Linked DNA regions of Mus musculus: regions 2, 3, 4, 5, 6 and 7 are each linked to region 1. Evidence: chromatin contacts called from public Hi-C and promoter capture Hi-C data. All regions are on one chromosome and are shown on one strand. The core of a region is the stretch at or near the end of the contact, and the rest is flanking DNA. Distances in the headings are between cores, read along the strand shown. Region 1 holds the start of Trp53rka (transformation related protein 53 regulating kinase A). Region 2 holds the start of Ttpal (tocopherol (alpha) transfer protein-like). Region 3 holds the start of B4galt5 (UDP-Gal:betaGlcNAc beta 1,4-galactosyltransferase, polypeptide 5). Region 4 holds the start of Ada (adenosine deaminase). Region 5 holds the start of Rims4 (regulating synaptic membrane exocytosis 4). Region 6 holds the start of Znfx1 (zinc finger, NFX1-type containing 1). Region 7 holds the start of Stau1 (staufen double-stranded RNA binding protein 1).

Evidence for each region. Promoter capture Hi-C pulls out the DNA fragments that hold promoters and counts their contacts. Hi-C and Micro-C count contacts between places; a contact is called where the count stands out from the background.
Region 2: a Hi-C map of B cells shows a contact between it and region 1, with 6 read pairs. The contact joins the promoter of Ttpal here to the promoter of Trp53rka in region 1. A contact is called at or near these places in 1 of 39 promoter capture datasets (liver) and 1 of 484 Hi-C or Micro-C datasets (B cells).
Region 3: a promoter capture Hi-C map of pre-B cells shows a contact between it and region 1, with 3 times the contacts expected there. The contact joins the promoter of B4galt5 here to the promoter of Trp53rka in region 1. A contact is called at or near these places in 2 of 39 promoter capture datasets (liver and pre-B cells).
Region 4: a promoter capture Hi-C map of liver shows a contact between it and region 1, with 5 times the contacts expected there. The contact joins the promoter of Ada here to the promoter of Trp53rka in region 1.
Region 5: a promoter capture Hi-C map of liver shows a contact between it and region 1, with 3 times the contacts expected there. The contact joins the promoter of Rims4 here to the promoter of Trp53rka in region 1. A contact is called at or near these places in 4 of 39 promoter capture datasets (liver, pre-B cells and stem cell-derived epiblast-like cells).
Region 6: a promoter capture Hi-C map of pre-B cells shows a contact between it and region 1, with 3 times the contacts expected there. The contact joins the promoter of Znfx1 here to the promoter of Trp53rka in region 1. A contact is called at or near these places in 3 of 39 promoter capture datasets (frontonasal cranial neural crest, liver and pre-B cells) and 1 of 115 datasets of contacts at active chromatin or transcription factors (pancreatic cancer cells).
Region 7: a promoter capture Hi-C map of pre-B cells shows a contact between it and region 1, with 2.5 times the contacts expected there. The contact joins the promoter of Stau1 here to the promoter of Trp53rka in region 1. A contact is called at or near these places in 3 of 39 promoter capture datasets (cranial neural crest, liver and pre-B cells).

Annotation. Positions count from the first base shown.
Region 1 is chr2:165,490,696-165,495,109 of GRCm38.p6, forward strand. It overlaps Trp53rka (transformation related protein 53 regulating kinase A), which reads right to left and starts at 2,619. Exons shown (of 2, transcript NM_001007581.1): 1 at 2,352-2,619; 2 at 1-1,016. The coding sequence starts at 2,607. The coding sequence ends at 538.
Region 2 is chr2:163,599,890-163,604,303 of GRCm38.p6, forward strand. It overlaps Ttpal (tocopherol (alpha) transfer protein-like), which reads left to right and starts at 2,425. Exons shown (of 5, transcript NM_181734.3): 1 at 2,425-2,525.
Region 3 is chr2:167,347,251-167,351,664 of GRCm38.p6, forward strand. B4galt5 (UDP-Gal:betaGlcNAc beta 1,4-galactosyltransferase, polypeptide 5) reads right to left here and starts at 1,928. Exons shown (of 9, transcript NM_019835.2): 1 at 1,668-1,928. The coding sequence starts at 1,782.
Region 4 is chr2:163,747,739-163,752,152 of GRCm38.p6, forward strand. Ada (adenosine deaminase) reads right to left here and starts at 2,501. Exons shown (of 12, transcript NM_007398.4): 1 at 2,321-2,501. The coding sequence starts at 2,353.
Region 5 is chr2:163,916,362-163,920,775 of GRCm38.p6, forward strand. It overlaps Rims4 (regulating synaptic membrane exocytosis 4), which reads right to left and starts at 2,612. Exons shown (of 6, transcript NM_183023.2): 1 at 2,226-2,612. The coding sequence starts at 2,322. It overlaps Gm35886 (a long non-coding RNA gene), which reads left to right and starts at 2,706. Exons shown (of 3, transcript XR_375201.3): 1 at 2,706-3,833.
Region 6 is chr2:167,060,681-167,065,094 of GRCm38.p6, forward strand. Znfx1 (zinc finger, NFX1-type containing 1) reads right to left here and starts at 2,335. Exons shown (of 14, transcript NM_001033196.2): 1 at 1,830-2,335. Zfas1 (zinc finger, NFX1-type containing 1, antisense RNA 1) reads left to right here and starts at 2,254. Exons shown (of 5, transcript NR_138563.1): 1 at 2,254-2,617; 2 at 2,956-3,047. It overlaps LOC115486178 (a small nucleolar RNA gene), which reads left to right and starts at 2,793; the gene lies at 2,793-2,885. It overlaps Gm23201 (a small nucleolar RNA gene), which reads left to right and starts at 4,318; the gene lies at 4,318-4,406.
Region 7 is chr2:166,993,967-166,998,380 of GRCm38.p6, forward strand. Stau1 (staufen double-stranded RNA binding protein 1) reads right to left here and starts at 2,333. Exons shown (of 12, transcript NM_001109906.2): 1 at 2,068-2,333.

The DNA of each region.
Region 1 (4,414 bases), core at 1,369-3,868:
AGTTTACATCCACTGAACTAGCCTCGAGCACAGTCTTCATACATATAACAAATACCCGACCAGAGTAAAAGGCAGACAAAAAACTGCATCCCAAACTGAGTCCCTGCCTTGTCCTTCCAGGGTGTCTCAGCTCAAGGCTGCCTGCTCTGCATGAGCTCCACAGCCACTGTCTGGGAAAGCTTGGTGATCTGGAACAGCCAGGTCTAGGGCTGGGATGCAGCTCAGTTGGTAGAGTGCTTGACTAGCAAGCCCAAGGCACCAAAGAAACCAGATGTGACAGCACACATCGATACTCCAACGGATACAGGAACACCAGAAGTTCAATGTTATCCTCAACTACATAGTTTGAAGCCAGCCCAGGCTACCCACCCAGCTCTGCCTAGAATAAACCTCATGTACATGAAGCCCCTGAGAACAGTGAGCCATGGATGGTGGTGGCCCAGCACGATCACAGACCACTTAACAACCCATGCTTTGCTGAGGGGTCCAGCCTCGTCTACATCATCCTTCACCGTGAGCCAGTTCACCACAGCTCCACTACCCGACCATGGACCGCTTTCGCCCTCTCAGGCGCACCTCATCTAACTTCTTCAGCACTGGACTGGACTTCTGGGTCGAGGCCCCGTAACTCTTCAGAAAGGCTTCAAACACGGTCTCGGTGTGGGGGTGCGTGCTGAGGAAGGCCTTCTCCAGGACATAGAGGTCGACGCCTTTATCTTCCGGCAGTCCTGAGACAAAGCTCAGCCCAAAGTCGATGAGCACGATGTGCAGCTGCGCCAGGGGCCGCCTCAGGAGCATGTTGGAGGTGGTGAGGTCCCCGTGAATGAGGTCTTGGTCGTGCATTCCGGCCAGAACCTGCCCCATCCTCCTGGCCAGGTCCAAGAGGCACTGGGGGTCCTTTTCAGTCTCCATAGTGGATTGGATATAATCCCGAACAGTCACCGAGTCTTCGATTTCTTCCATATATAAGCAGTTAGACGCATAGTCCACAAAGAAGACGACTGGGGCAGCTATCCCTGCAATGGACACACGTGGTTAGGGAACGCATCTTCATGAAGGCCAGCTTCATGCACAGGCAGACAGCTTTGGAACAGGGTTTAGACTACTGTGGAAAATGATACAATTTATCCAGAGCTTGCCCTGTTAAAGCCCTGCAGGACTACGGCCTGAGACCAGGCCAGGGTAAGTCTGGAAGTATCAAGGCTTGCTCCTCCTTTCTCAAGCCACCTGAGGACTGGAATTCATTGCTGCTCCCTAAAAACAAACAAAACAAGAAGCCAGAAGGAAAGCATCCTGCAGTCTGGGCAGTTTCTACCTGACAGTCACCAGGCAAGTGGCTAAGCAGGGTGTCACCTTACAGGCTCATCTGTGCTCTGGAACAGGCAGGTTCAGATCCCTTATTAGGCGTGAAACCTCAAGGTTCCCTTAGCTACTCTATGCCTCAGTCTCCACAACTGTAAAGTGGTAACAAAACCTCCAGTTAACACCAGGAGTCTCTCCTGAATGTCAACCAAGTTCAGAACAGTTTCCTAGAAACTGGGGTACCAAGGTAGCCCCCACCCATGTCTGATAAAACTTACAAAAGGTAAAGGAGAATATATGAACACTTCTTTATAACTCCATTGCCCCTCTAGGGCAGAAAAGCACAGGCCTGTTCACTTCTGCATTTCCCCTGGCTCCTGGCACCTATCAATGTCCTGGCAGTGGGCACCTAAAAACCATTAAAGAGAAAAATAGCAAAGGCTCGGTGGTTCTGGGCCACAGACAGGCTGCCTGGTAGCTGTGGAACCTCAGGCACTTCCCCTCTTTGAGTCTCATTTTCTCTGGAGTAATGTTGTTGTTGTTGTTGTTGTTTTGTGGGGGTGTGGATGTTTTTTAAAGAAAAGAATAACAATTTAATGAAATCAAACATTTACTGAACTATGTCAGCATAAGAACATGTGATGCATATGCCTTCTTTAATGACCACAATATCCCTGAGATTCCGGTGACATACAAGGTAACTGGGCTAGACGACTCGCTGAATGGCTACGAGGGAGACAATGCAGGGAGAATGTGAATCCACAGAGCCCGGCTCCTGCCACCCGCCTGTCAGGACACCTACTGCTTAAGACCACCAAATGGAGAGGGAAGGACGGTAAGCAGAAACAGAGAAATGAGAAACGGAGGGACCCGAGCGCTAAACAAGCCCCGCGAACCAAACAGAATGGCGTCCTGACTGTCGCCTTGAGTCCTTAAGCATTGCCATCTGATCCTGTCCCCTAGAAATCGGAGCCCCGTCTCTCACGTCCCACTGGTCTCCCGCAGCCCTGTCTGTCCCGTCTCCCGGAGCCCCGTCCGGCCCCCCTCACCCGCACGGCGGCAGCGGAGCAGCGCGCGCGCCTCCTGCACTGTCCGCCGCCGGCCGAGCCGCGCCTCCAGCTCCGGGTGCCGGTAGCTCTTCGGGAAGCGGTGCTTCACCACGGCCGCGCGGCCCTGGAAGCGGCCACGGAAGACGCGCGCCTCGGCGCCCTGCTGCACCAGCTCTAGGCCGCTCAGGAAGAGGCGGCTCCGCTCGCGCGCAGCGGCCAGCGCCTCGGCCTCCGCCTCCGAGGACGTGCCAGCCATGCCTCCGACTCCTTCCGACCCTGACCGCGCCGCTTCCGCTCGCTTCGGAAATCCTCCGGCCTCTTCCGCCATTAACACCGCCCCACACAACACACTTCACCCTGCTAGTTTGGTTCCGCCTCGCGACCTTTCCGCGCTCAGCGGAGCCTCTAGGACCTGTAGACTTGGCCCTTCCCTGTCTGTCTTCGTGAGCGCTCAGCAACTTTAGGCCAACAGCTTCTCACTCTTCATCACGGTGATGCTCCGGCTTTGGGACCTTTTTTTTTTTTTTTTTTTTTTTGAGACAGAGTCTCACGGTGTAGCTCAGATTAGCTTTGAACTCGTGTCCCACTTCAGTCTATGGAAACATGCTCTAAGCCGGGAAGGAGGCAGGGACTAGGCGAAGCTTTCTATCCGGAGACGCCACCTGATGCCTGGCACCAGCCTGTCAGCAGCCAGCACCATCCCTCTCAGATCCGGTATCTTCAACTACAGAATGAGGCTGCCTGGTTCTGCTAGGGTGAGGGCTTATCAGAATTAAGAGGCTGATTACGCGGTGCCGGTGGACAGGGCTCTCTTCACATGGCCTTTGACCCCCTTGTCCCTGCCCCACGCTCCTTGGGGCTCTGTTGAAAATACAGAAGAGAAGCCCTTGAGTCCCGGGTTGCTATGGCACCAGCATCTTGGCTCTGTGGTCCCTGGGTTTCGTTCATATTCATGGCAGGTCCCTTTTCATAATCAGACCCTTTGTGTGGGCAAAATGTGTTTTCCAGCAAAGCGCACCCAGAACCCGGTTCGTTTATATCCCCCAGTGCTCAAGTCTGTAGCTTCATTATCATAATTGTTTGTGTCCACCCAGCCGTCTCTATGGTAACCAAACCCATCTGAACCCTTGCCTTAGAAATCTAACTGTGCAAAGGTGCTGACCAAAGCCAGGCTTGCTAAGTCAGGCTGAGTTTAGCTCTTTAAAGCGGCTTCAAACCTTTCAGTGTCTCCCTACTGTGCTAAGAAGAAAGACCTAAACCTTAACTGGGCCCATGGACTCCTGCATCCCTTATAAACCCTCCCCTCTCCAGAATCCCCACCCATCCTCCATGATGCTCCCTCGGCACAGAGCCTTTGCACCTGCTATTTCCTCTGCAGGGAAATGTTTGTCCAGCTCCATATCACCTAGAGCTGCAGGTTATTCTCCACTGCAGGGTCACTTCCCCAGACAAGCCCTTCCTAGCCTCTATGAGGAGAGTGAGTTCAACTGTTATCAGCCCTGGTTTTCTACTTTCCAGACCTGTTTCAGATTCCCTTTGGTTTTGGCCGTTCAACTGCTTGATTGATGACCCACCCACCCCCCAACACACTTTACCCTGCTAGAGTGGTTCCCATCACACAGAGCCCCCCACCCTCCTGCTGTGTAGCTACTCACAAGGCAGGGATTGTATTGCTTCCATCTCTCCCTCAGCACCAAAGAGGTGGGTACTGGCCTAGAGTGTCTTAGGGATGGTGCATATGTGTGATCCCAACACTCAGAGGCTGTGCAGTGCTCAGATGCTCAGACAGGAGACTGCAAGCCTGATACTAAGTGAGACTGGGGGGTTGAGGGTAGGGACGTTTAGATTCAAATTTTGACCTTTTAAAAATATTTCATGAGTGTGTGTGTGTGTGAGACTTTTTTTAAACAACCAAATGGGGAAGTGGAATTGACAGTTTCTTGTCTACCTGAGTGCTGAAAAGGTCGTTAGAGATGTGGGTGGAAACCTTAAAGCACTGAATGAGTAAATGAGTTGACTGGAGAGATGAGAGACAGGCTGGTCCACAACTGGCCCCTGTAACT
Region 2 (4,414 bases), core at 1,175-3,674, 1.9 Mb before region 1:
TCAGGGTACAGAGGCCATCATGAAAAGCAGCACTTAAGGTAGCCAGTCATATTGTGTTCCAGTCAGGAAGCTTAGTGAGAGAAGTGAACAAAGGCTGCTGCTTAGCTGCCTTTCTCCACAGTCCAGGATCCCAACCAGGGAATGATCCCAGCTAGTCTTCCCTATTCAGTGAGCCACAGTTAAGGCAAATTCCTATAGACATACCCAGATATCCACTTCACGGGTGATTCTAGAGCCTATGAATTTGACAGATAACACTAACCAGCCCAGGGATCCAGATGTTTGGGAGCCTGAATAGATTGGCCAACGTCATATAATTTGAATTAAGATTAGTAGATTTCGGTGGATGAATCATGTCCTGTCCCCTGAGATGTCCTCATCTTAGCCTCTGTAATTTGTAAATATCTCATGGGGTCAAAGAGATGTTATAGGTGTGCTTAAGGATCTTCAGATGGTGAGACTATTCCAGGTTCTCCCAATAATGGGCCCAATGTAACTGTAAACATTCTTATAAGTGAGAGGCAGGAAGCTGGAGGTGACGTGTCTCCTGATCTTTTCTACTCAAGAGGCTGAAGTGGGAGAACTGAAAGTTCAAGACCAACCTGAGTAAGTGTCTCAAAAACAAATCTTTGAAACAGGGTCTTACTCATGGTCCTGACTGGCCAGCTGACCTCAAACGCAGCTGAGGTTAAAGGCGTGCATCACGATGCCCAAATTTCTCAAATATTTGAACATGACTTTTGTAAGAGACATGAGCATTCACACTTATGATTCCAGGACTTCCAAATGTGACACAGAAGGATTGTGGACTTGAAGTCAGCCTAGATTACATCAAGTTCTCTCTCTCTCTCTCTCTCTCTCTCTCTCTCACTCACACACACACACAAAGAGAGAGAGAAAGAGAGAGAGAAAGAGAGAGAGGGAGAGAGAACACAGAGGGGGTATTCAGGACTCAGTCAGTTGCCGTTGTGACAACAGAAGCAAGATGTCGGAGTGATGTGGGGAAGACCATGGACCAAATAATACCAGTAGCTCAGTAGCTTCTGCAAGTTGGAAAAGAGAACCAGTACCCAGAGAGACAGCAGCCTTCCCAGCTCCCCGGTGTCTTTAGCAAAGCAACAAAATACATTTGTGTTATTTGAAGTCACTATGTAGTAATTTGTTATAAATGGAACAGGAAACTAACACTTAGATTTGGGCGGGGGGGGGGCGCGGACGGGGGACAGGACACCTATTTAAATGTGAGTTTCTGAGAAACAAACATTTCTAAAGTATGTGTCCCAAATGTTACATAAGGAACCTAGTCTTAAAAATAGACCTTTGTTTATCTGAAATTCAAATTTAACTGAGAGTTCTATATTTTATTTGGCAGCCTAGAAGCTGGTGACTGGAGAGAAGGGAGGACTGCAAGTCTCATGACTTGTAACCTGGGGTGGCGGCACACACTCACTGTCTCAGAAGACAAGGCGCAAGAGTCATGAGTTGGGGGCCAGCTGGTCTACAAAGGCACCCTCTATTAAAAACAAACAAAACAGATAAACATAACTCAGAATTCCCAGGGTACCTCGAACCCCTCTCACATATTTAGTTTGACATCTGGCAAAATCCATTGTGTCCTTATGTCCTTGAAGGTCACTTCCCACCACTCTAGGACTCCACTTATTCATAAGGTAGGGAAAGGATGAGGGACTTAAGGTTATCCCTTTGAATATGACATTTTCTTAGACCGACGAAATTTCTCTCTAGAAATGGTCTGTTGTCCTTATTCTACCTAAAAGAGATTTGCCTCGAAATTACAGTTGCACAAACCATGGGTATGTGTGGTGAGGCTAGTAAATGGGTCAGATGTGGAGTTAATAAACTCCTTTTCAAACTACTGCTGTCTCGAGACAACATTGTGAGCCCCAGAGCAGGAAACAAGTAGTTTCTGAGTCGGGGTCCAGGGCAAGAATCGTTATTCACGAAGAAATAGAGGCGAAGAGGCTAGTGCACTTGGCCAAAGCGGCTCAGCTGATGGCATACTGACACAGGCAGCCAGTCCAGACATCAGCTGAGGACAGAGTAGTTCTGCAAATGATAAGCCTGAGGTCTAGGTCTGAAGCTGGTTTCTGCATTGATTTGCCGCTTCTCTAGAGGTCACAGCAGGCAGGGGGATTGAAAAAAAAAAATATATATATATATATAAAATGAAAATAAATAAATAAAAAGACAATTTAATGAGAAAATGATGTAGAACACTAGGCATATGGCAGTGTGTTCCAGCTTCCCTCCCCGAGGCCTCAGTTTCCCCACCCGAAACCCAACTCAGCTGCACAGCCGGGGCCACCAGGTGGTGTCAAGCCCCAAGTCAGCACTACAAAGTTCACTCATGCGCATTCCCGGATGGGCGCCGCCTACACGCGGCTCGAGCGTCACTTCCGGCGCGAGGGCCGGGCCGGCCGGCCGGGGAGTGCGGGTCTGTTCTGCGCGCGCTGCCAGCCGAGGCTCCTGCCGCCGTGACCCGCGCTCCGCCCGCCGCCGGGCTGGTGAGTGCCCACGAGCCCGGGTGTGCGCCGAGGGGCCAGAGATAGGGACCGGAGAGGGCGAGATCGCCGGAAGTGGGCCAGAGGGGCGGGAGACCCCAGGAAATGGGGACACCTGGGGAGGGGGCGAAGACCGGAAGTAGGGGCCTTGGGACGCTGTCAGCGGCTCGCAGGTCTCTGGGGCTCCGAGAGAGATGGCTTCCTGCCTCCTGTTGTTGTGGACGAGAGGGGATGCCCCGGAGAGAGAGATGGCTCCAGGTGGGGAGGGTGTCAGGCTTTATTTCCTGTCCATCACGTCGTTGTCGAGGCTGACAGCCACTGCTGAGCCCTTGGGGATACAGCAGGAAGCTGCAGGTGGAAGATAGAGATGATGAGACCAGGGTGGGGCTTGACCCTTCTTCGCTCTGCCTCACTGGACAGGGCTTGCCGTACTTCCCCTGATGTTGACGGAGTGCTGTCGCGAGCCGGCACTGGGTCTTGTGGTGACTCCACAGGCAAGTTCTCTGGCCTGTAGTGATGATTCACATTGTAGGAGGTCAGTTCCCTCCTTTGTAAAGTGGCAACTGACGATAATCAGCACGCTCAGTTATTGTGAAGATGAAATGTGGAGCCGACAGTGTAGTTCAGTGGGAGAGTGGTGCCTTGCATGTGCAAGGCCCTGGGGTTTATCTCCAGCAACAAATGCCCAGGAAGAAATAAAGAAACAGATGTACAATGGGGAGCTTGATTCAAAGCAGAACCCTCAGCCTGTAGGACCTCTTTGCATCAGTCCATGATGTAAACCGCACGAGGCAAGGCGTTATTGTTTTCTGCTGTGTCCCTAGCATCTGTCAGCACAGTGCCTGACAGGTACAGGAGGCCATCAGTAATTCTTTGATAAATGACTGGGTGGGAACTGACCCAGAAGAGTTCCTTGTAGACACCTGTGACACTAAGTAAAAGTTTCTAAAGACGAATAGGAACCCAGGGCTGTAGAAACCTGGAGGAACTCACCCTGAGGAAGGGGGCGGGGGGGGGGGGGGATGGAGCGGGGATTTACAGACTAGATCCCATCGCAGTTGGGCCTTGGCAGCTAACATGGAGAGAAGCCTTCATGCAGAGAGTGTCAGATGTGTGAGATAGTCTAAGAATGTGGATTATTAGTTTGTCCTCCCTGGTAAATGGAGGAGAGAAAGGAGAGGGCCTTTGGGGCTAGTTCTATAGTCTGTGGCACCGCGGTCAATCTCAGGCAATGAATTAGGATTCTAGGCACCTACCTGTTGGAAACAAGTTGCCATGGAAACAGCCCAGGGCAGATCCCGTGAGATCAAGATTGTCCCATCCCTTGCTCAGCACACCTCTGTAAAAGTACATTAAAATAAAATATTTATGATGTGGGACCTATATGTCTTATAGCTTTTTAGGTGCTACATTCAGGTTAATGCACAAGACCTGACTATCACACACTGATTACCTACACACATGTCAAGAATGGGAGATGTGCTAGTCCACAGAGCTCACACCCAAGCAGCTCAGACAGTCAGGAGTCAGTTCACATACACTGTCCCCTCTCACCTGGATTGGTGAACTTTCTACACCAGTGGTTCCCAACCTGTGGGTCGCGATTCACAAAGAGCATTGGAAAATACAGATGCTGACATTGTGATTCATAACTAGCAAAATGATGAAGTAGCAATCGAAACACTTTGATGGCTGGGGTAACCGCAACATGAGCTGTATTAAAGGGTCACAGTGGTAGGGTGAGAACCTCGGCTCTAGGTCATCACTTCCCTGCGGTACATGTTTAAGATGAAAGTTACTTCTCACTGGTACTTTCTGCGATGTGTAGGTGCTCATGGCATGGTACACACCTGGAGCTCAGAGGTCAGCCTTGAGTCGGTTCTCTCCACTTT
Region 3 (4,414 bases), core at 678-3,177, 1.9 Mb after region 1:
CTCTACCACCCAGCCACATCCCAGCACTGCTGGTCCTATTCTTTGCCAACAGACTTTGAATAGCAATGGATCTGTTCTCTCAAACACTTCTAAAGTCACTAATGAAATCTCAAGAGAGTTGAGTCTTGCAGTGACACAGGGTTTGGGATTCTAAGCTTGGTGGTGGCGGTGGTGGCGTACACAGGAGCTTCACTGACCTACCACAGAGAAATCTGAAGTAAGTTTCATTTCTGTTGAAGAGTCTGGCTTCTATTCTTTCTCATCGAAAAAGGCTGATCACCATGGAGATACAGGAGATACACAGACCCAGACCAGAAACACCTGTCACTTTCACAAAAGGAAGAAAAATAGAGGGTCTGGCTGGAAGATGCCTGCAGGTTTAAACCTATCACTTCACTCTCATTTTGTGAGAATCTAATATCCTATTCGCTAATGAGCTCTCTTCTCAATTAATTTCACTAATTAGTTATCTATTCTTGTTCAGCCAGAATTCCTGCCCTTCTACTTAGCAAGCCTAACAAGCCACAATAATTATACATCCCTGGTGGAATGCCACTCACCAAATCAGTGAGGACAGTCTCAAGTTAGCTTTTCCATCTTCCCAGGTCAGGCTGACAGCATGAAACACCAACTTTAAACATCAAGTGAAACAAGCTTTAAAAAAAAAAATAATCAGGGGAGAGACTCTCTCCCTCTCTCCCTCTTTCTCTGGAAATTTCTCTGCCAGTTCAGAGTTGCCAGGTCAACAGGGAACACCAGCATTTACTACTCCGATCTCAAAGGCACTTCCCCTAAGCGGCACCCATCCCAACCATCCAGAATTCTCGCCCTCGGCCCCACCCCCAACAGCATCTTCTCATTTTTCACCAAGGGCTGAAGTTTTCACTAGCACTCCAAGACCACACTAAGGGAGGCAAGTCGCATTCCTTAAAACTCTTTCCTTCTGTCCCCCAAACTACCTGTAACAGCGAATATTTATTTATTATGTATGTATTTATTTCGAAGACGTTGGGCGTCCGCTATAGGGAGAAAAGCTTAAAGGGCATTTATGGCCCTCTGTCCTTTAAAGGCTGGGATTCGTGTCCCCATTTTACAGAGAAGAGAAGCTGAGGGCCCAAGGTCATACAGGACATCTGACCTCAGTGTCCTCTGCCTTTAACCCTCTCGCTGCCTTTGCCTTCTCATCAGCGTCCAGTCTGTTCCGGGAAGGGCTCGTTTTCTCTCCAGGCGGTCTCCCCCTCTAAAGGGCGGACCTTGGAGAACTGCTACCCATTCCGTTTCTTCTCTGGGCGACCCCCCCCTCCCTTCCACCTGGCACCGCTTCTTCAAGGCCCCTGTCACAGCACCTCCTCCATGGCCAATTCAAACTTCCCATCGGTCCCCAGAGCAGGTCGGGTCCGCTATGAGCGGCGGGCGAGCGGCGGGCTCCAGGGAGGAGGGGGGGGAGGGGAAAGGGGCGCGCAGCCCGCAGCCCCGCCGGGTCTGGGCAGCCAACGCGCGGCCGCGGAGGGCGCGGGCGGCTGCGTCAGGGAGGAGGCCGCGTGTGCGGGCGGGCTGCGGGGTGGCGCGGCAGGAAACGGCGAGTCACGGAGCGCGGGGTCGGCCGGGGCGGCGGCGCGGGCCGCAGCGGGAAGAGGCGTGGGGTGGCCGCAGGGTCGCCTTCCTACCTATGCCGGGCGCCACATAGACGAAGTAGAGCAGCGAGGACGACAGCGAGAAGAAGAAGAGCGCGGCGAGCAGCGAGCGGCGCGGCAGCCGCAGCAGCCCCCGGCGGGCGCGCATGCTGAGCCGGCGGCCGCTCGAGGGCCAACCCGGGCCCCGCTCCCGCCGCTCCGGTCCGCCGCCTGGGCCTCGGCCGCCGCCTTCCGGGCTTCGCGCGCCGCCGCCTCGCCGCTTTCAGCCGCCGGCCGCCGCGGGCCGGGCCACATGAGGCGGGAGGGGGCCGACGACCAGAGGAGCTCAGCGGCGGGGGCGAGGCGGGCGGGGCGGGGCCTGTTAGGAGGGCGGGGTGAGGGGCGGGGTCTGATGCTGAGGGCGGGGCGAGGGCAAGGGCCGCAGTCTGAGGAGCAGATGGAGGTACCAGACCTGAGGCAGGCCTGATGGGGACCGAGTAAGGGCGGGGCCTAAACTGGGGGCCGGACGAGGGCGGGGCCTGATGTTAAGGGTGCCTCCGCGAGCCTGAGAACACCGGCGGGGACCGGGCTTGAAGTCTGATGGGGAGGGGGATAAGGGCGGGGCCGGGAGCATAACAAGCATTTTGCGGGAGCCTGAGCCTGAGGCCTGACGGGGAGGAGAGAAGGGCGTGGCCTGAGGCAAGGGGGCGGGAATGGGCAGGGCCTACAGTCCGGGGAGCGCATCTGTGGGGCGGGGCCTGGATGTGGGGGCGGGGCGGGGCGGGGCGGGGTTCACGCGCGAGCACTCTAGCCGCAAGATCCTCGAGCGGCCGCCGCCCATGCTGGCAGGAAGCGGCTCGCTAGTACGACTTGGTTCCCGTGCGAGCTCCCCACGCGGGGATCGAGGGGTGGTGGACAATGTGTGAATAGCCAGGTAGCCCGCCGCTGCAGCAGAGCAAGGATGCAGAGGCCGGGGCATTCGTGTTCGCCCTCACTCATCCATTCATTCCAGACACCATTTATGATAAAGTGGCAGTTACGGGTCCTGGGGCCGGGGATGCTCCACGGAGCAAAGATTCCTCTGGGAACCTGTATTAATGCGAATAAGAAAAAAATCAATATAACAGATGATGATGATAAGAGATATGAAAACAATTAGACATGAAGATGTTTCGGATGCATTCTACTCTAGTCTGAGATTGAGGGGGAAGCCTCTCCTTCCTGGGTGGCATGAACACAAAAGAATGTGAAAGTGCCAGGTGGAGAAAGAGTGGTCCCACTAAGGGGAACTACAAATGCAAAAGCCGGAAGGAAGGAAGAAGGGGCTTGATCCGCCTTCAATGAATCCAAGGATAAAATCCCAGGAAAGAAGAAGAGATCCAAACAAGGTCACATCCTACAGGACAGAACAGTGGTGACAACTGTCAATGTTAAGACACCGAGAAACAGGGCTTCTTAGCCAGTAACAGCCTCTCTCTAAGTCCTGAGATCGTGGCTCCCCTACCCCCACTTTGGCCCCATTGCACCGATGAGAAAACTGAAGCTTCTGGAAAGAGAAGCAAGTCGTCTAAGTTGTGAAGTAAGGGCTCAAATCAAAAGTGGCCTGCCACCGGGGCTTGACCACTAACCCCATTTCTCATTCTGCACTGTCATGTGCACTTCCAAGCCTCGACTTTCCCATCACCTCCAAAGCCATGTTTTGGTATGTGTTCCTTTTGGTTTCTCAAACCAGTGCTCTACAAGGACAGAGATTCTGTTTCATGTTTTGCTATGTATGTGCTCAGAGCTCAGTGCCCAGTACCTAAAAGATCAACAGAGGGGATGCAGAGCACCCACTAACACCAGAGGAAACAGAGATGGCTGGCTAGTCCTAAAGTCCCAGAGCAGGCTCCACAGGAAAGGAAGTGAGCAGCTCGGGGCAGGATTCCTCAGAGGGAAGGCATCCAACGGAATTCAAGAGGGAACCAGTCAGGTGACACATTCGGCTGACTTCCACGCTTGCACACAAACGTATACAAGATAAGTAAAATAAATATTATTTTTAAAATGTTAAAATAAAAAGAGCATAGAAAGGTGGGTTGAGAAGGTGATGAGATGGGTCTTTTCAGGATGAAACATCTGATCCTGGTAAGGAAAGGGACATGGCCAGGGGCTCAGCAGGACCCTAAAGACTTTTAGTGGCACTTCTTTCTTTCTTCCTCTTTCATCCTGACCAGTTGCTTCTTGCCTCATCCTTCTCCTGCCCTCTGACCAGGACTCAGTAAAGCAGAGACCTTTGTAAACTCGAGACTTAGGAAATGTCAAGTAGAGGCTCCCTGTCCCTCCTCTCTGGGGTTCCACGGTGAGGACTGAGGACAGAGTCTCTGAAAAGCGTCCACTCTGTAATAGGCGCTGAAGCAATTTGAATCATTCCTGTACTTAACATAGCGATTCCGATTCCACGGTCAACCTGGGCTAAGCGAGACCCTGTCTCAAAGAAAAAAATCACAAGTAACAGGGTGCCCTGCTCTTTCTTCAATCTGCCCTGAAGGTTCCACAAGCCTGCCCTGAGGGGGCCATTACACAATGCATGAACGTGTAGGAGTGAGATAGCATCTTTGGGCTGGACTGTCTCAATTCCAACTCCCGGAGGCAGAAAAAAAAACAACGCCTTTGTAAAGGTCACCCAGGTCCAAGAGCCGCTGGCTGAGCACGTTTCTCCAGCCTGAAACCCTCATAAACTGAGTGTAGTTGACTGGGTGGTTCCTGTGGTCAATAAACTCCCTTTCTACAGAAATGAAACTCAGAGTGAAAAGGCGGGG
Region 4 (4,414 bases), core at 1,251-3,750, 1.7 Mb before region 1:
GTATATCTATATCTGAAGGGCAAGGTTGGGGAGAAGGCTCAGCAGGTAAAGAGCGTGCAACACAAGTGTGTGGATCTGACTTAAATCCACACAGCCCGCACAGAAGCCAGGCATGGTAACTGCCATTTGCCATCCCCAGCACCCCCACTGTGAGATGTGAGGCAGAGACAGGAGAATTCCTAGAAACCCACGAGGCAGCTAGCCTGGAGTTCCAGGGGTGAACAACCAAGACACTGTATCTCAAACATGCTGGAGGGTGAAACCTGACACTCAAGCCTGTCCCTACACAGTGCCTTAGCTCACACATACCACATAGAAGAAACAAAAACAAACGCTGGCCCATTTCATCTGCTCACCTTGAAGTTGTCCAAGCCCCAGTCCCAACTGGTGTAGGCATGAGAAACCAAAGAACCCAGCAAAGGCTCAGGTAGATATCCTCTTATCCCTAAAGCGTTTGCAGAGATCACCCATGAAAGATGGGGACATAGAATTTCTGCTTCTTAGGTTTTGTTCTTTCATCCAAAACAAAGGTCTTGCTATATAGTTCAGGCCTGGAACTCAAAAATCCTCCTGTCTCAGTCTTCCAAATAATAGGAATTCCGGCTCTGTACTATGCTGCCTGGCTTAGGGAATGGGATTCTGAAGCTGACCCTCAATGTGGGCTTCTCTCCCAGCTTGGCTACATCCTAATTAAGCTCTGTGCCTGCTTCCCCATCTATCCATGGAGACAGCATCAGCTACCTCACCAAGTCAGGGCACTAGTTGTGTGCAGTTACAGTATGCTGGGCCCCTGGTAGCATCAGTTACGCAGGCTGGCCAGGCGCTGACCACAGTGGCTCCTTCCCACTCTGCCAGCCATAGCAGCATTTCTTCCTCACCATGACACGAGACCTGTCCCACCTCAGAGGTAGCAGCCCAGCATGCTACCTTCCTGCTGACGTCACCTTCCAACATCCAGACACCAATGCTAACAGTCCTTTTCTCCAGGTGTGGAGTCTAAGAGCCCCGAGGGAAGGAATGACATCCCAGCATGGGTCAGATGACAATACCAGGGCTCATGATATATTGGCACTCCCCCCATCCCCCAAGAGCTGTTACAAAAGGGTAGGTGCCACAGAAGTGTAACCTGTCGCTCACCTTTAGTCACTCTCTTAGGTTTCCATCAGGAGAGATGGTTCCCCTGACCAAGGGTAGGGAGAATTCAGACCATCAAAAGAAAACTCACCCTTTGATGTCTAAGAGCACCAACTGTGGTCAGGAGCCACCAGACAAGATGTGCAGCAGGCATTGGTTGGGTAGGAAGACTTGCCCTGCCCTTCTAGCCTCTAGCTAGAGGGGCAGAGTGTGTTCCCTATGGTAAGTGCATGGAATACAGGCCCACTGCCCATCTTCCCTCCCGCTCCCTCCATGCACGCATATATGACACAACATGCACACGGGATTCATACGTCTGCCACCCCGCCCCCCACTCAGCATCTGTTTCTTGGAGGGGTAAGTCTAAGGGTGACTGTCTCTGATCCCTCCCCCTGAGTTCTCAGTCCCACACTCTGCTGACCAGTTCAATTTGCCTGGCTGACTAGACAGAATCTGTAAGGGCTGCAAATCTGGCCTTGGGGACCTGGAGTCTCCCTGTTTCCAAGAAGCCACAGCTTGCAGAAAGACAGATAAAGGGTTCTCCTCTGGGGTCAAGGGCTAAAACTTCATCCCAAATAAACCCATATGGCCAAACGGTCAGTATGTGTAGGGGTTCCTCCTGGCACCCTGAAGCCTCTATCCCTTCCTTTTCTGGTTTGGATCATAGATTTTCCCACGGGCGCACCCACAAACCTAGGTTACCTGTTGCCCACAAAGTAATCATAACACTTAAGTATAAAGCCATACACTGAACATTTAACAGCTAGAGACCCTGGGCCCCATTCTACTGGGGCTCAGACACCCAGGTCCTAGCCCAGTCCCACACAGCTGTGCAGCCCCGCCGCACTGGATGCCCATTGGCAGACAGCGAGGCTGAGACCTCCAGGGCACAGGGCATAGGCAGCAGCCGAACCCGAAGGCCGACTGGAGGCACTCCCAGGTTCGCATAGACAGCAGCCGAACCCGAAGGCCGACCAGAGACACCCCCAGGTTCTGGACACTCCCTGCCACATCGTCTCTCGCTCGACATCCCGGAAGCAAGCTAAGGCCTGGGTCGAGGGGAGATGCCTGCGGGAGTCCCCCTGCCACTCCATGCTTCTAGGTTAAAGGCGCCAAAGGCTGGGCCCCGCTAAGCCCCGGGACAGCCCGGGACAGAACCCTGGCAACGGAGCCCCTCGGTGCTTACTTTGGGTTTGTTGAATGCGGGTGTCTGGGCCATGGTTCCGAGCGTGTTCCCGGTTCTCTCCGCCGAAGCTCTCTGGGTCTGCGTTGGCTCGCTGGCAGGGTCGCTTCCCGATGGCTCTCAGAGACCGCGGCCCGCCACGCTCTTTTTTACCGGGCTGCCCCGGCACAGCCCCGCCCACGCTACGCCCACAGAGAGACCCCGCCTTCCGGAGCCACGGCCCCGCCCCCCCCCCCCCCCCCCCGCCTGCAACTCTGGCGCGCATTTCCCGGAATTCTGAACCCCAGACCTTCCCTGCTGGCTACACCCTAGGAAGCTCCCAGGTGAGCCCCCTGCAGACGCGACTCCAATGTCCTCACCTGCCCCTTCCGGGCCCCTTCAGTACCGAGGCTTCCAGTGTTGCTTGGGCGCCTACTTTGTGCAGGCTGAAGCTGGAGCCACACAGTCCTGAAGCCTTATGGGGCTGGATTTTGAGGGATAGACCCACTTGTTGCAGAATCACAAGGCAGAAGAAGTGTGTAATTAGGGAGATTTAGCGGCGACTGCCGGAGTTCACCAGGTGAGGGCGGGTGGGATGCAGAGAACACTGTTGTGTGTGAGAGAGACTCCTGAGAACTAAGTCTCCAGGGTGGCTGGAGACAGGGGGTGGACAGGAACACACAGTTCATCTCTCCTGGGGCAGTTACGCTGGAGAAATATGCCCACGTATCGAGATGTATTTAGAATGCTCACATCAGTGCTGTGGGTAAATACAGTGGACTGGTTTCTGCAGCAATAAAGCCAGTTTCAGCTACAAAGCACAGCACATGTGCTCAGACACAGTAGTGAAAGGGGGGCAGAAAAAAAAATACGCTGCAGAAAACTTCATACTATGGTCAACTTCTAGAACATATAAATAACAACATATGCATCAGGGAGGAGAAATGGGAAGCAAGGGAAACACTCTTAAATCTCAGTCCTGCCATCCCTGGGGTGGGCCATGCTGACTCTGTGGGAAGCCTAGGGCACATGGAAACATCCATTTAATGGTGGTATCCCAGAACTAGGTGAGATGCAATTCTCATCTGAAACTAAACAAACTTACAAATAAAGAGGAGGGGATGGGAAGGGGAGAGGGGAGCTGAGGCCAGCAGGCGAGGTGGAAGCTCAGAGAGATGTCACTGAAAGTTTGTCAGTGGTTTCAGGACAGCATCACACTTCTGTTTGGAAAACTCCAGCTGTTCCAAGTCTAGAAATTTAGCCAGGGAGACTTCACAGGTGAGCTGTTTAGAACCATACTCTAGGTTTGGTGGGATTTTGGGGGCGGGATGCAGGGCTATATTGTAGCAAGTTCCTTAAGTAACTTGTGCGCACCTTGAGGTGGGGATGCCCGGGTGTCCTTACATGAGGGGACAACATGAAAGGAGCTGGAGAAAGCGTGGTACACCAGGAAAGATCCAGGTGTGAGACCGTGGCGACTCTGGGCAAGAGGATGGACTCAGATCCCTGCTACTTGAAAGCAGCAGAATACAGATTTGGGATTCAGTTGTTTGTGGGAGTGAGAGAGAGGGTGGATCAAAATGGTACTTCTAAGACAGGGATGGGAATACTTGTGCCTGTAATCTTAGTATTCACCAAGCTGAGACAAGAAGATGCTGAGCTATTATTGAGATTTTTGAGATTCTGTTGCAAAAAAAGAGAAACATTTCCAACACATTGTAGCTTAGTGGGAGGTTTCTTTGTTACTTCAGATACATGACCATACACCATCACATGTGGACACACCCTCCCTAGCCCTTGTCCTGGAAGCACTTTGAAAACATCATTCCATTCAATCTGTCTACACCCTGTGAAGCAGAAACTGTTATCAGTCTACAAATGAAGTCGCCGAGGCCCCAAGAGGGCACAGGCCACTGGGCTCCTGGAAGATTAGTGCACTGCAAGGGAGGGTGGCACTTGAATTTGATTCTGACTCTATAGCTGGGCCTGGGCTGTGTCAAATCTTTCTCCAAAGTCCATCCAACTCATTCTTTGCAAATAACTTCCTGGTCCACCAAAAGTGACAAGCCTTTGCTGATCCTGTCTTTGCCTGATGGAGTCTTGCCCTGGGATGTCCTG
Region 5 (4,414 bases), core at 1,362-3,861, 1.6 Mb before region 1:
TCCCACCAGGGCCTCGGTCATCTATACACCTAGCCTCATATACACAACCCCCACCCCGACAGGTTTGGGGCCCAGGAGGGCTGAAGAAGGTGATCTCTAGGTCTCTTACAAGTGAAACCTAAGAACTGGAAAAAGCTTGCTTAGAAGGGGGAATTAGACTGAGGGTTAGAAATTCTGTTAATAGCATCAATGAAGTTGTCTTTGACTCAACTGAAACCTAAAGCAGGTCCGGCAATAAGAGCCAAGGTGTCCGGCCCACAATGAGCGCAGCATGACTTCGGAGAAAAAGCCTGTCTCAGTTGCTCCTACACACCTGTGTTCCTTGCCCTCCCACCCAGCTGGTCTCTTGAGACACAAGTAAGTGGCCGGAGGAACTTTGGGAGAGGGCCCTGCCGGCTCTATCTTCACAGATGCTCCAAGACTCCCCCTACCCTAGCTCCCATCCCTACAGCCAGCCTGATCTCCTCTCTCTGAGTTGGCTGCAGTAGAGGCCACTGCATCAGGGACCCCGCCCCGATTCCACCTCACCTGGTCTTGCTTAGAATATGGATAACTCCTCAGCTCTATGACTGGGAAGCTGAGCTCCCGAGCCTCAGGTATTTGGTCTGTGAGATGGTGAAACCATAGGCTGCATGGGTAACAACCATCTTAACTCCCAACTCCTACCTCCAGGTCAGGAGAAAAATTCCGTCAGGTGCTGGCCCTGACTGTTACCATTCCCTCACCGCCTGGCTCTGGGGGACTTTCTTCTTCCTATCTGTCTTCCTGTAAGTGACAGCCCATCACCCACCACTCCATCCCATAACAGAACCAAGACAGAAAATGCCAGCAGGCAGGGAGTAGAAACCTGAACTCTTGAATTCCCTAAACTGTAACATTTTGGGGTAGTGCATACATGATTTTTTTTCCTCTTAAGAGTTAATCTGTATTTTAATCAGTATTGAACCCACTTGTTCCTACACACACACAACACACACACACACACACACACACACACACACACTCCTCTTTCCCGCCCGCCACTTCTTCATTGACTTCAAATATTCCCAAATTATCAGTTCAAAAACCATTTCATTCCACCCTCCCACCACACAGCATCAGAGGCAGTGTTATCTGCACTTCCTGATGAAGAAACTGAGGCTCAGGTTGGCATGATTTGCCCAAGGTCACAGCTTATTCGGAGGGAATAAAGACTGGAATCGGACTCTAACTCCCAATCTTGGCACTCTTTGGGGGAACTCTCACCCAAACCTTCTAGGTACCCCCACCTGTTGTTGGATTTTCTTCTTTACCCCAAACCAAACTCACTGCTCTCTGTACCCTCTGCCTGGTCCCAGTATCCACGAGCTGGTTTCCTCTCTACCCCTGGACTGTGGCTACCAGTTTTTTTGTGGTGTGTGTGTGTGTGTGTGTGTGTGTGTGTCCAGGCCTAGAAGCAGGTTCGAGTTGCAGGTCCACAGCTGGGTTCAGCCCACCCAGAAAGGCCACTCCAGGGACAAGAACACCTGAAGTCAGGGGCACACACTGAAGGGTAGCACTGCTGTAGTTAGCACTTACACTGCCTTGCACCTCCTTGGGGAGGAAAGACCAGCAGACCCCGGACCAGTTATGTGCGGCTCCCCAGAATCTGACAAGAGTCTGGAGCCCCAGCCTGTGGGGGAAGGGAATGGAGAAACAAATCGGGACACTCAAGGCTTTGGCCTTTGAACAAGGGGGTCTTGGGCAGGGAGCCTCTGGATGCAGCTAAGACAAAGACCTCGGAGAGGTCAGGTCTATGCGCCGCTTCCAACGACCAGGGGTACGTCGGAAGACCAGGGGTGAAGCGGCCTAAAACCCGAAATCTGACTAGGGGGCATATACCAGACTTGGGTAGTGGCAAATCCTGTTGAGAAACAAGTCAGGGAGGGGGTCGCGGGGGAATCCTGCAGGTGCATATAAATAGGGAGACTTGGGTCCAGGCGACCCAAGGGCCCACTTGCGCAAGAAGGACGAGTGCAGATGCTCAAGGGGTCCCTGGGGCGCAGGAGGGGGGACAGGACCAGAGCTCCTCCTAGACTCCTGGGGTCTTGAGGGAGTGGGAGGGGCCCCTGGGTATCTATCCGAGTGGGACCGAGAGTGCAGCGGAGACAGTGGCCGCCTCTCTCGGGCGCTCCGGGTCCCCGAGGGTCCCTGGCTTCTGGACCGGGAGACAACCCCCCGGGGTGGGTGGACCGCAGCGCGCTCACCTGCGTCCTCATCATCGAAGGAGTTCATGCACGGGAAGTAGATGGCGAGCGCCTCGAAGGAGGCGGACAGGCTGAGGCGGCTCTGCGAGCGCTCCATGCCCGCGCCCGCGCCAGGAGCCTCGGCCGCGGCGGCGGCGGGCGGCTTGGGCAGCTTGGCCGCCCCATTCTTGACGCGGAGTACGGCGCGCGGCGTGGTGGCGGCGGCCCGGGGCTCCGCGGGCAGGCGGCGGGGCTGGTGGCCGGGCGCAGAGGGCCGGACACTGGCGGCGCGTGGAGCCCGAGACGCGAGGTGCTCGCGGCGGTGGCGGCGGCGGTGGCGGAGGCAGTGGCGGTGGCGGCGGTGGTGGCGGTGGTGGTGGTGGTGGCGGCGGCGGCGCAGCGCGCTCTGGCCCGCGGCGTCCCCAGCCTGCTTGCCGCGCGGGGCGGGCCGCAGCCGAGCTCCGCAGCCAATCGCCGAGGCCCGGGGGAGGGGGCGCCGCGGGCGGGGCTTGGGAGCCGCGAGGGTGCGGGCTGCGCCGCCACCGCTGCCGCCGCTGCCAACCGGGCAGGTGCACGAGCCCGCCGCAAGGCTGTCTGCGCCCGGCTGCTGCGGCTGAACCTCCGGTGCCCGCTCTGACCCGTGACTGTGAGTCCTCAGACTCACTCCAGAGGCAGGTGTCCAGTAACCCCGATTCATGCAGGCCTCACCCAGATACCCTGAGGCTCCCAGAGGGACACAGTCCAAGAAATCCAAGAAACCTGCATTCACCCACAAGCACCCACAAGGATGTATTCGCTCGGCAAGAGAGATCTCGGACTCCCTCACACTCGGGGACAGAGGGACACCTGGACAAACACCTTCACGGATACCTGAACAGACAGACACTCTATAGACACACAGTGACTCTTTCTGACATAGGAGCAGATATACCCACTGGCAACTTCAGAGGGTACACAGAGACCTGCAGAGTCACAGGGAGCAACAGGCGGGCAGGACATGTCCTCCCACATATTGGAGACCCTCAGACCCCACAAACCCCACAGAAGTTTGGACAGACACACACCTTTTCGTGCACCCACACTTGCTTGCAGACATATCCTGGGAGTCTCTCACAGAGAGGGAACATTAGCACCCCTCCTCCTGTAGTGATCTGTCCCCAAAACTGGGACAGTCACCCTCAGAACACTCATACCTATAGACACAGCCGTACAGACTGAGTCACTCACAGGGATGGATTCATTCTGGTGCACAGACACCCTCAGACTCAAGATCCTGAGACATTGCTGCAGGCTTACACTGGCACACACTCTCAGACACATCCTGATGCCCATGGTCCCCCGATTCACACCCATAGGGACAGATTATCAGAGCCTGGGTATAAAGAGATACACTCAATTGCAAACCTCCTCTGCCCTCCAAACCTGAATGACCAGAGGTCCACTCTACCAGCAGAAGCAGCAATCCTTTCTAATTGCTCTCCCCCTCCCGTGAAGCAGCCCTCTGAAATGGCCTCAGGAAAGGACTGCTCAGTCCCTCCTTTCCGAGGGACCTAGAGGGAGCCCCTCCATCTCACTAACCTACTTCTTCATCGGAGCGATGACAGCAGGAACCCTCTGTTTTGGATGGTTGTGAGTATTTATTTTCTGTTCATTCATAGCCAACCAAGAGGCTTAAAAGCAACAGACCTTTATTAGTGTGCAATCTGTCTAGATTGTAAGTCTGTGCAGCTGAGCTGGGTTCTCTGCTTAGAATGTTACAAAGTATTAGCGAGGGGTGGCTTGTCACTGCCGGCTTTGGAGAAGAGTCGGATTCCATGATGATTCAGGTGCCAGCAAGATTCAGTTCCTTGCAAATGTAGGACTGAAGTCCGTGTGTGCTGGCATCTCAACATCTGCAAATGGTCCTGGGCCCGTACACATGGGCTCTCCATCTTCAACGCTACCACAGGACTGACAGGCCTTTCTCATCCTCCCCTCTCTCTAACTCCCTGCTGGGTTGTCCCCCAAAGGGTACCCCCTCCTTTATCCTTTATGTCGTCTTGTAACTTGATCACGGCGGTGATGTCTTTCCCTAGTTCCACACAGTCAAAGGGAATTATGTAAGGGTAGACTAGGTCCTTGGACCAATTCTGTCCCCTCGCTGAGTACCTGACACAAAGGGGGTGCTACTCGAGCCTCTTCCCCTTTCCAGGAAGCCAACTCTGACCTTG
Region 6 (4,414 bases), core at 1,085-3,584, 1.6 Mb after region 1:
CAACATGGACTCTATGAGACCCTGCTTCAACAAACACACACCCAAGGGCTCAGGACCTGGCCAGGCATTCTTAGGACACAGCAGTGGACAGGTTCCCTGCTCCCTCCTGCTAGACAGCAAGTGAGCTCTTAGCCTTCTTTCCTCTCAACCAGCTAGCAATTCTTGCCTTGCTTCTGTCTTGAGGATTTCTGATGCTGGGTGAAGAGGAAGCCCCTTCAGGGAACTTCTCAATATAACTCAGGCATAGCCTGTGGATGCAGGGGGGCAGGGTGGTGGTGACTCAGTTCTCAGCTAAAGGATTTTTGAGACTGTCCTCACAGTTTTAAAATATTCATAGTTGGAAACTGTGAATAGATTTGGCATTGTATGAGAGGTGGCTTTTATTCTTATCAGAAAAAAAAAAAAAAAGAGTCCCTTTTCTTCCCACAGGGAATATTTTCTGTGGTGACTTTTCTCCTCATCTTACCAAACCCTGTTCTTATGATGCAGGCTCAATGGTTAGTGTTTGTTTTAAGAAAAATTTTCTGAGGAAAATCCCTTCTTCCTCATTTTGAAAAAAAAATACTAAAATAGAATGCAGCAGCAGTGTAAAAGAAAACAGAAGCAAATAAGTGCTAGAGAAGGCGAGGGAAGAGTGGCAGGAGCAGGCGGGGAGGGCAAGTAAGGCAGGGAGGGCAAGCAAGGCAGGGAGGGCACCAGATCAGCAATGGTTAAGCTGTTGCAGGGATAACATTTAGAGACTTCTAATTACAGGGTAAGATGAAAGAGGATGGAGCAAGAGGTGGCAGCTGGGTTGTAGCTAGGTAAATTTCAAGTCCCGAGAGAAGTCGCCACACCATACATCCCTCAGAGAAACACTGTAAGGTTACAGAAAGCAGGAGAGATCTGGGGGGGACTCAGAGGTAGGGCAGGGCCTAGGGATGGGGAGCCCAGGGTGGTTGTGGAACAAGTGGGTATAGCAATAGGTGAGAAATGGAGAGAGTGGGGCTCCAGGGACCGGGAGCAGAGGCAGGACAACTACGCACAGGGGATGACTGGGTGCTGAGATGAAGGGGCACTAGAGGTGGGGTGTGATCAGGGTGGTGACAGATGAACTGAAGAGAGTCGAAGCAGGTAATGGCAGTGCCCGCGGCTCAGGATACGCTGGGTACTGAGGGAGGAGACACCGACTCTGGAGGTGATGGGGGCTGCTAAGGAGAGGAGACAGGGACTCTGGGGAGTGATGGTGAGGCTAATGGAAGGGAACAGGGATTTAGGGGTGATGGGGCTGCTGAGGAGAGGAAACAGGGACTGGGAAATGGGGCTGCTGATAACCAGGTAGACTTAACTCAGGGAACGATGGAGGGTGACGGTGGAGGTGGGAGGACAGGACTCTGGGGGTGGTAAGGAGTGGAAAAAGATCCTAGGGGTGATGGGAGATTCCAAATACTCCGGAGATGATAGGGGAACTGAGGGACTCTGGGGGCTATAGGGAAACTAAGAGAAAGGGGCAGGGACTCTGGGGGCTATAGGGAAACTGAAGAAGCAGACAGGGACTTCGGGGACTATAGGGGGGGCTGAGAGAAAGAGAACAGGGACTCCGGAGGCTACAGGATAATTGAGGGAAGAGGACAGGGACTCCGGAGGCTACAGGATAATTGAGGGAAGGGGACAGGGACTCCGGGGGTATAGGGAAACTGAGGGAAAGGGACAGGGACTCTGGAGGCTATAGGAAAACTAAGGGAAGGGGACATGGACTCTGGGGACTATAGGAGAACTGAGGGAAGGGGACAGGGACTCCGGGGGTGGTGGGGGCGCTGAGTGGGGCAGATAGGGACTCCAAGGCTAACCTGACACCCGGCCGGAGGCAGAGCGGGACGCCGGCGGTCGCAGCGCCGCAGAAGCAGGTGCGTGATAGGGCGGAGGCCACTCACCGGCTCGGGCGCGTCCTCCGCAGGGCTAGAGCTCAGCCCCGGCCCTGGCAGGTCGCGGCCCCGCCCGGCACCGCGAACTTTCGGTTTCCAGTCCCTGCAGCCCCTGGGCGGGGCGAGTAGCCTAGTGGGCGGCCCGGAGGAAGAGGAGGCCGCGCAGGACGAGGAGGCGGTGCCGCGGGCTCCAGCGAGAGGCCGGGCTCGCCTGCGCCCCCGCCCTCGGGGCGGGCGGAAGGGCGGCGTCGCCTCAGCGCCCGCGGTAGCGGCGGCGGCTGGACTGGCGGCTCCCCGCGGGCGCGGCGGAGGGGAGGGCGCGGCGGGGGGCGGGTTGACTGCGCCCCGGGCGGCCGCAGGTCTCGGCTGGCCCCGGAGCCAGGGGGACGCGGCGGGCGGCTCGTGCGTGCCAAGCGCGACATGGCGCGGAAGCCGAGAAGCCCCGGAGGCCCAGTGAGCACGGGGAGGGGCTAGACACTGGCTGGACAACCATTAGCTAGCTGGGGCCGGGCGGCTCGGGGACTACATTTCCCAGGACGCCAAGCGGTCGCGCCCGGAAGCGACGCGCCATGGGCACAGTGCGCAGGCGCACGCGCCGCCAAGGTCTATATAAGGAAGGTTCGCCGCCGCTCTCGTCCTTTCGTTCCGGCGGCTCCTAGAGCGTTTGCTTTGTTCCCGATATGTCTCGTCCCTCCGGGGTTAACTTGCAGATGGTGAGTTGAGTCCACACAGCACAAGTTTTTTTTTTGTTAACCTCTTATCAAGTTTAGTCGCTGTAACCGCTCCTAGTCTCCAAGTGTTGCTTATGGAGCGCGATCCCCAGGTTGACCTTCGAAGACGTGATTCAAGTGGAAAAGACGCCTTCTGCTTTGGCCTGGGAAGCTTTTTGCTGGTGTAAATGATGAACTCACTTTTTTCCCCGTCATATCGACAGTGCTGATGTTTTAAAACATTTGCCAGTTTGTCCTGATAAACACCAGCCTTCGAGGACCCTGGTCTTCTTTGTTCCTGGTCGAGGATATAGGTGGTGATGGACGCTTTTGTTTTGTAGGTTGACCTGACCAAGCAGGACAGCATGGAGGTTGGAGGGAGAGAAGGGCATCGAGGGAGATGAGAACTCACCTACCATCTGAAAGTCTTAAGGTATGCATTCGTCTAGTGGCCTAAAGTGGCAATCACGTGCTTTGAAGAGCCTTTAAGTGGGCAGTGATAGGGAATTTGATGCAAGAGTTACTGCTGAGGTTCGTTGTTTTAAAAGCCCCGAGGATTGAGCCTTATTATCAAAGTATACTAAAGTCTTTTAATTGTGTATCTGTACATACTGACACAGGAGATGCAGAGCCCTGTTGTTATTTAAAGTGTCCTGGTAGAACTGCCTGAGAAAAGGACTGATTAAGAAAATGGTCCCATTGAGATTAGTCTGTAACACATTTTCTTGGCTGTTGATATGGGAGCATTCAGCAGTTTGTGGGTGCAGTGTCTGAGCCGGGTTGAGATTTCTTTTGTATATGCGTGGTATTTAGAAAGGCAATGAAACATGTCTGCTAAAGTATTTGCAGGCTAGTGCTTTTCAAGATGTGACAATGGCTATCCTCCATTACTGTATTCTGATATCCACCCTGACCCACTCAGATAAAAATGTGAATATGCCCTAAATCAAGTAGGCCCGAGAAATGGCTTAGCAGTTAAGAGCACTGATGGCTCTTTCGAGGGGTCCTGAGTTAAATTTCTAGCAACCACATGGTGGCTCACAACCATCTATAATGGGGTCTGGTGCCCTCTTATGGTGTCTCTGAAGAGAACAATGGTGGTGTACTCGTGCATAAAATATATGAATAAATCTTACTCTTAAAAAAAGTAGGCCCGGGCTGGAGAGATGGCTCAGTGGGTAAGAGCACCCGACTGCTCTTCCGAAGGTCCAGAGTTCAAATCCCAGCAACCACATGGTGGCTCACAACCATCCTTAACGAGATCTGACTCCCTCTTCTGGAGTGTCTGAGGACAGCTACAGTGTACTTACATATAATAATAAATAAATAAATCTTTAAAAAAAAAAAAAAAAAGTAGGCCCAGGCAAGTTGACTTAAATTGAGGCAAGCCTAGAGACTGAAGGGTGCTATGTCTGAACAATTGTCATATCATTTGCAAGTGGACAGTGCCAGTCAGAGTTGTATATGTGAGACAGTTGCATTTAGGGTTTGGTGCTGGAGTCATGGGCGCCTCAGGTCATACGTGAGGCCTCCTGGTACATAATGTTGAAACTTTCCAAGGCGATTGTGATTATCTCAGCAAGTCCCATTCCTTTAGCTAATAATTGGAGACACTGGTATTACAGCTGTCTCCTGTAAAGGAGATGTAGTCCTAAGTAGCTGTCTACCTAGCCCTTGGGATCAGGCTCAGCAGCCTCCCACAGACAGGCATGTGTGATGACACAACTTTTTTCCCCATCAGATCGACCATGTTGATCACATTCTTTTAAGCCAGTATGTCTGACATGCCTGCCTGACAGT
Region 7 (4,414 bases), core at 1,083-3,582, 1.5 Mb after region 1:
TTACAAAAATATTGCAATATCGAGATGGGTGCAATATAAACATTTTTCACTTACTAAAGAAACTGAGTGCCCAAAATCTGCCGACAGGCTTTAGAGATGGGTAGCTCAGGAAAAGCTGAAATGCTTAGAGACTGTTCCAGGAAATAAGGTAGAGAGCCCTCGAGGAAGACAAGGGGCTGACCTCCGGCCTCCACTCAGAAAAGCACTGAGCACAGAAAACACCTGAGGTGTGACTCTTGTAAATCTGCTCCTGTGTGAGCTGCACATCTTTAAGGAGGGGGATGCCTATGACACTAAGCACAGATTTAAAAAAAAAAAAATTTTTTTTTTGAGGTATTGAGATGGCTCTGTATGTCAAGTCTTTCAGCAAGGAACCTGGCAACCTACTGAATCTCACAAGTTGTGCTCTGACTTCCACAACAGCTGCTGCTGATATAATGCTCAAAAATAAAATGGTAGCACGCACGTTTAATCCCAGCACTTGGGAGGCAGAGGCAGGCGGATTTCTGAGTTTGAGGCCAGCCTGGTCTACAGAGTGAGTTCCAGGACAGCCAGGGCTATACAGAGAAACCCTGTCTGGAAAAAACAAAAAATAAAAAAATAAAAAATAAATTAAAAAAAAGTTACTTAATCTTACTAAAGAAAATCAAGGCTGAGTCAGAATAAAGACAGTCTCCTAAAAGTTCACTAGAATGGCCAAGACTTCTTCCTCCACACTCCCCAAATGTATTTTTAGTTTTTGCTTCAACAAGTAGTGATGTAATTTACATTTGGTAAGTACAAATCCCTGAAAGATCAAAATCCCAGTTTAAATCTCTTCCAACACTTCCAATTCTCAAGAATTACCGCTACTCAGCCTGGTCTACAGCACAAGCTTCTTCTTCCAGGAGAGCCAGGACTGTGCCGAGAAACCACGTCTCAAGCAAGCAAGCAAGCAAGCAAGCAAACAGAATTATTACAGCTACAAGCAATTGAAAACAGTGACCTTAAAAAAGGCATACAATACAATGGGCAAAACGCAAAACGGAACAAAATAAAAGCTTCGCCCATAAGTAGGGAGGTGAGGCCAGAGCTTAAGAGAAACTGATAACTAGGGAGGGCCTCAGCTAAAGAAAGTTAAGAGCTACAGATGCGAACCAGGAAACCACGGTTTTCGAATCTTTGCATACTCCACCTCCAGAGCCTGACACACAAGAAGGCTCCAAAAAGGTCTGCTAAACCCAAGAGAAGCTTATGCCAGCAACTTTCTCATAAAAAGGAATGGCAATAAGGTTCTGGATGGTGGCAGGGAGACATGGGACAGGGTGCGGAGCCTAGGGGAGCCGGTGAAGTCCCTACAGCTGGTTTCACAGACATGATGATGGCTTTACATCCATACCCTGTCTGCTACAGTGTCCCCATTAAGCGCCCGCCCCTCTCTGGTGCCAAGCGAGCACAATGCTCAGGCACTGCCAGTGGGCACGCGGGATTCTTCTGCCTCGGAGAAAACCCTAGTGGAAAGGAAGGTCAACTTATGTTCCGTCTGCACCCTAAATTATACCTTCATATCATCTTAATAAATTATGCAAACGGCTTATTGGGACACGACGTGGGTCTGGCACACTGATAAGCACTTTACACGCCCCATTTCACTGCACAACTTCACAGCCTGAAGAGGCAGGGACCGGGTTGGGACAGGATTAATACTATTCCCCCTCCTTCTCCCCCTCATAACAGAGACACAAAGAATACGAAGTGACTGACGAAGGGGGCCGAGCCGGGAATTGGCACCTCATCCCGCGGCTCGGCACTGGCCGCGACACTGTGCATAGCACCGAAACCCGGGGGGCCTCCGGACCGACGCTGCCCCTGCCCGCCCGCGCCCCCCGCGTTAACTCCGGCACAGGGCCCACGAGCGGCGCGGAGGGCCCGCCTCCTCCGGGAAGGCCCCGCAGGCGGAGACGGGCCTGGGCCGCGGCTCGCGCGCCCGCAAGGCCTAGCCCACCCGCCGCCCACCTCCCGCTGACGCCGTGCCTGCGTGGGTCCTTCCGCGACCCGCTCCGACCCGGCCCGGACCGGCCGCCTTACCTGGCTGCTTCCCCAGAGCTCGTCCCGGGGCCGGCGGTCTTGGGCGGCGGCGAGGAGGTGAAGAAGCAAGTGAAGACGGCGAGGAAAAAGGGACCGACCAGAGGAGGGAAGAGGCGGAGTGGCGGAGGCGAAGGCGGGCGCCGCCAGGCCGGGGCTCAGAAGAAGGGGGAGCGCACACAGACGCGACGACAGCCAGCGCAAACGCTGAAGAGCGGCTCGGGGCCCGCAGCCTGGCAGGAAGTGACGGGGGAGGGGCCGCGCCCGCCCCCGGCCCCCGCCCGCCTCCATGCCGGCCCCACCCCCTACACACCGCGGCAGGAACCACAAGTCCCAGCGGGCGCCGCGTCCCGCATGCGCTCTCTAGGCACGCAAGGCCCACAAGGGCCGGGCACGGCTGCGCTGGGTCCGAGGCATGTTGGGAGTTGTAGTTTCCCAGGAGCTCGGTCTCGGCAGGGAATACAGGCCTCGCTTCCTTTCTTTTCTAGGCTTTCTGTTCCCTTCCTACAGTCACCCCTTTTTCCCTACGCTAACTTTTGTTAACCTGCTGCTGCGTGCAAGACCGAAAGCTGAGAATACAGTGAGAATGCACAAGTCCCTGCCCTTATGGAGTTTACTGGGGAAGTCAGAGTAAATGAAGTCTGAGCCGAAAACAGACAAGCACAAGTGCTGTCTGGTTCCTTTCCCGCAGCTCTAAACTGAGTGTGGTTCTGTGGACAAGAGGCTGGTGTGGGCTTGTTTAGTGTAGTCCTGGGGATTGAAGCAAACTTCTACCGCTCAGCTCCATCTTCACTAGTCTTATAGCTTGGGTTTTCTTGCCTTGGTGTTTTGAGTTCAGGCATCCACGGAGTCCAGTGCTGGCGTTGCCTGCCTGGTGTAGGAGTTTCAGGCAGTTGTGAGGTAGATCCTCTTCAAGTGTTCTTAACTGTTAGCCACCTATCTCTCCAGCCCTATAGCAACCCTTTTATGTAGCAACCCTTTTATGTAGCGGGGGAGACAGGTCTTTAGAATTAGATGGGGTCCTTACCGGAGGTTGTGGGAGCTGAGTCGCTGGCATCCTCTGGGCTTTTTTTTTTTTTAAGATTTATTTATTATTATTTGTAAGTACATTGTGAAGAGGGCATCAGATCTCATTATGGATGGTTGTGAGCCACCATGTGGTTGCTGGGAATTGAACTCAGGACCTTTAGAAGAGCAGTCAGTGCTCTTAACCGCTGAGCCATCTCTGTAGCCCCCCTCTGGGCTTATTTTAAGTGGTGCCTGTGGTTGATGCACCTAGGTAAACATCATAGCTAGATACCCAAGACTCCGGGTTCCATCCCTACCCCAAAAGGGGAAAAAAAAAAAAACCTAGCCAGTTGGTGGTGTCTGGAAACACAAACAAACAAACAAATAAATAAATAAAAATAGCATGCCTAACAGCCCAGTCTCCTTGCCAAGGCACTGTGGCTGACTTTGCATGAATTCATGATGACGTCTGCTGTAGCTAAAAAGACCCTCCTCTGACTTGCAGAGACACTGGGGGGCGCCTTTATCTGAATTAAGTCTTCTTAGTTTGCTTTTTGTAAAACCCAGTGACACTGAGTTCCAGAACCAGCCGTTCCTTCCAGTTCCCAGCCAACTCCGCTAAGTAAGCAACACATAGGCAGTTAGGGCAGTGAAGATGCCCACCGGGTAAAATGTGCGTATTTACGCACAAAATAATCAATTTTGGTGGGTTTGGGGTTTTTTTTGTTTGTTTGTTTTTTGTTTTTTGGGTTTTGTTTTGTTTGAAATGGGGTCTTACTATTTAGCTCTGGCTGGCCTCAAATTTGGAGAGATCAGAATACCTCTGCCTCCTGGGTGCTGGAATTAAAGGTGTGTGCCACCACCACACGGCCAGCTTAAATTAATGAACTCTCCCACCCCAGTTTCACTGTGTAGCCCTGGCTCTCCTGGAACTCCCTCTGTATACCACACTGGCTTCAAACTCACAGAGATCCTCCTGCCTCTGCCTCCGGAGTGCTAGGACTAAAGGTGCGTGCCACCATCCCCCCAGCATAGATTGTATTCTTTAATTTTGGTTTGTTTGCACAAAGTTTTGCTATGCTGCCCAAGCTGGCCTCTGCCTCTGGAGCAGTGGTTCTCAGCCTTCCTAACACAGTGGTGCTTTAACACAGTTCCTCATGCTGTGGTGACCCCAACCATAAAATTATTTGTGTTGTTACTTCACAACTGTAATTTTGCTACTGTTGTGAACCATGATGTAAATATCTGATATCCCACCCCTGTGAAAGGGTTGTTTGGCCCCAAAGGGACTGAGACCCACAGGTTAAGAACCGCTGTTCTAGATGATCCTCCTGCCTCACAG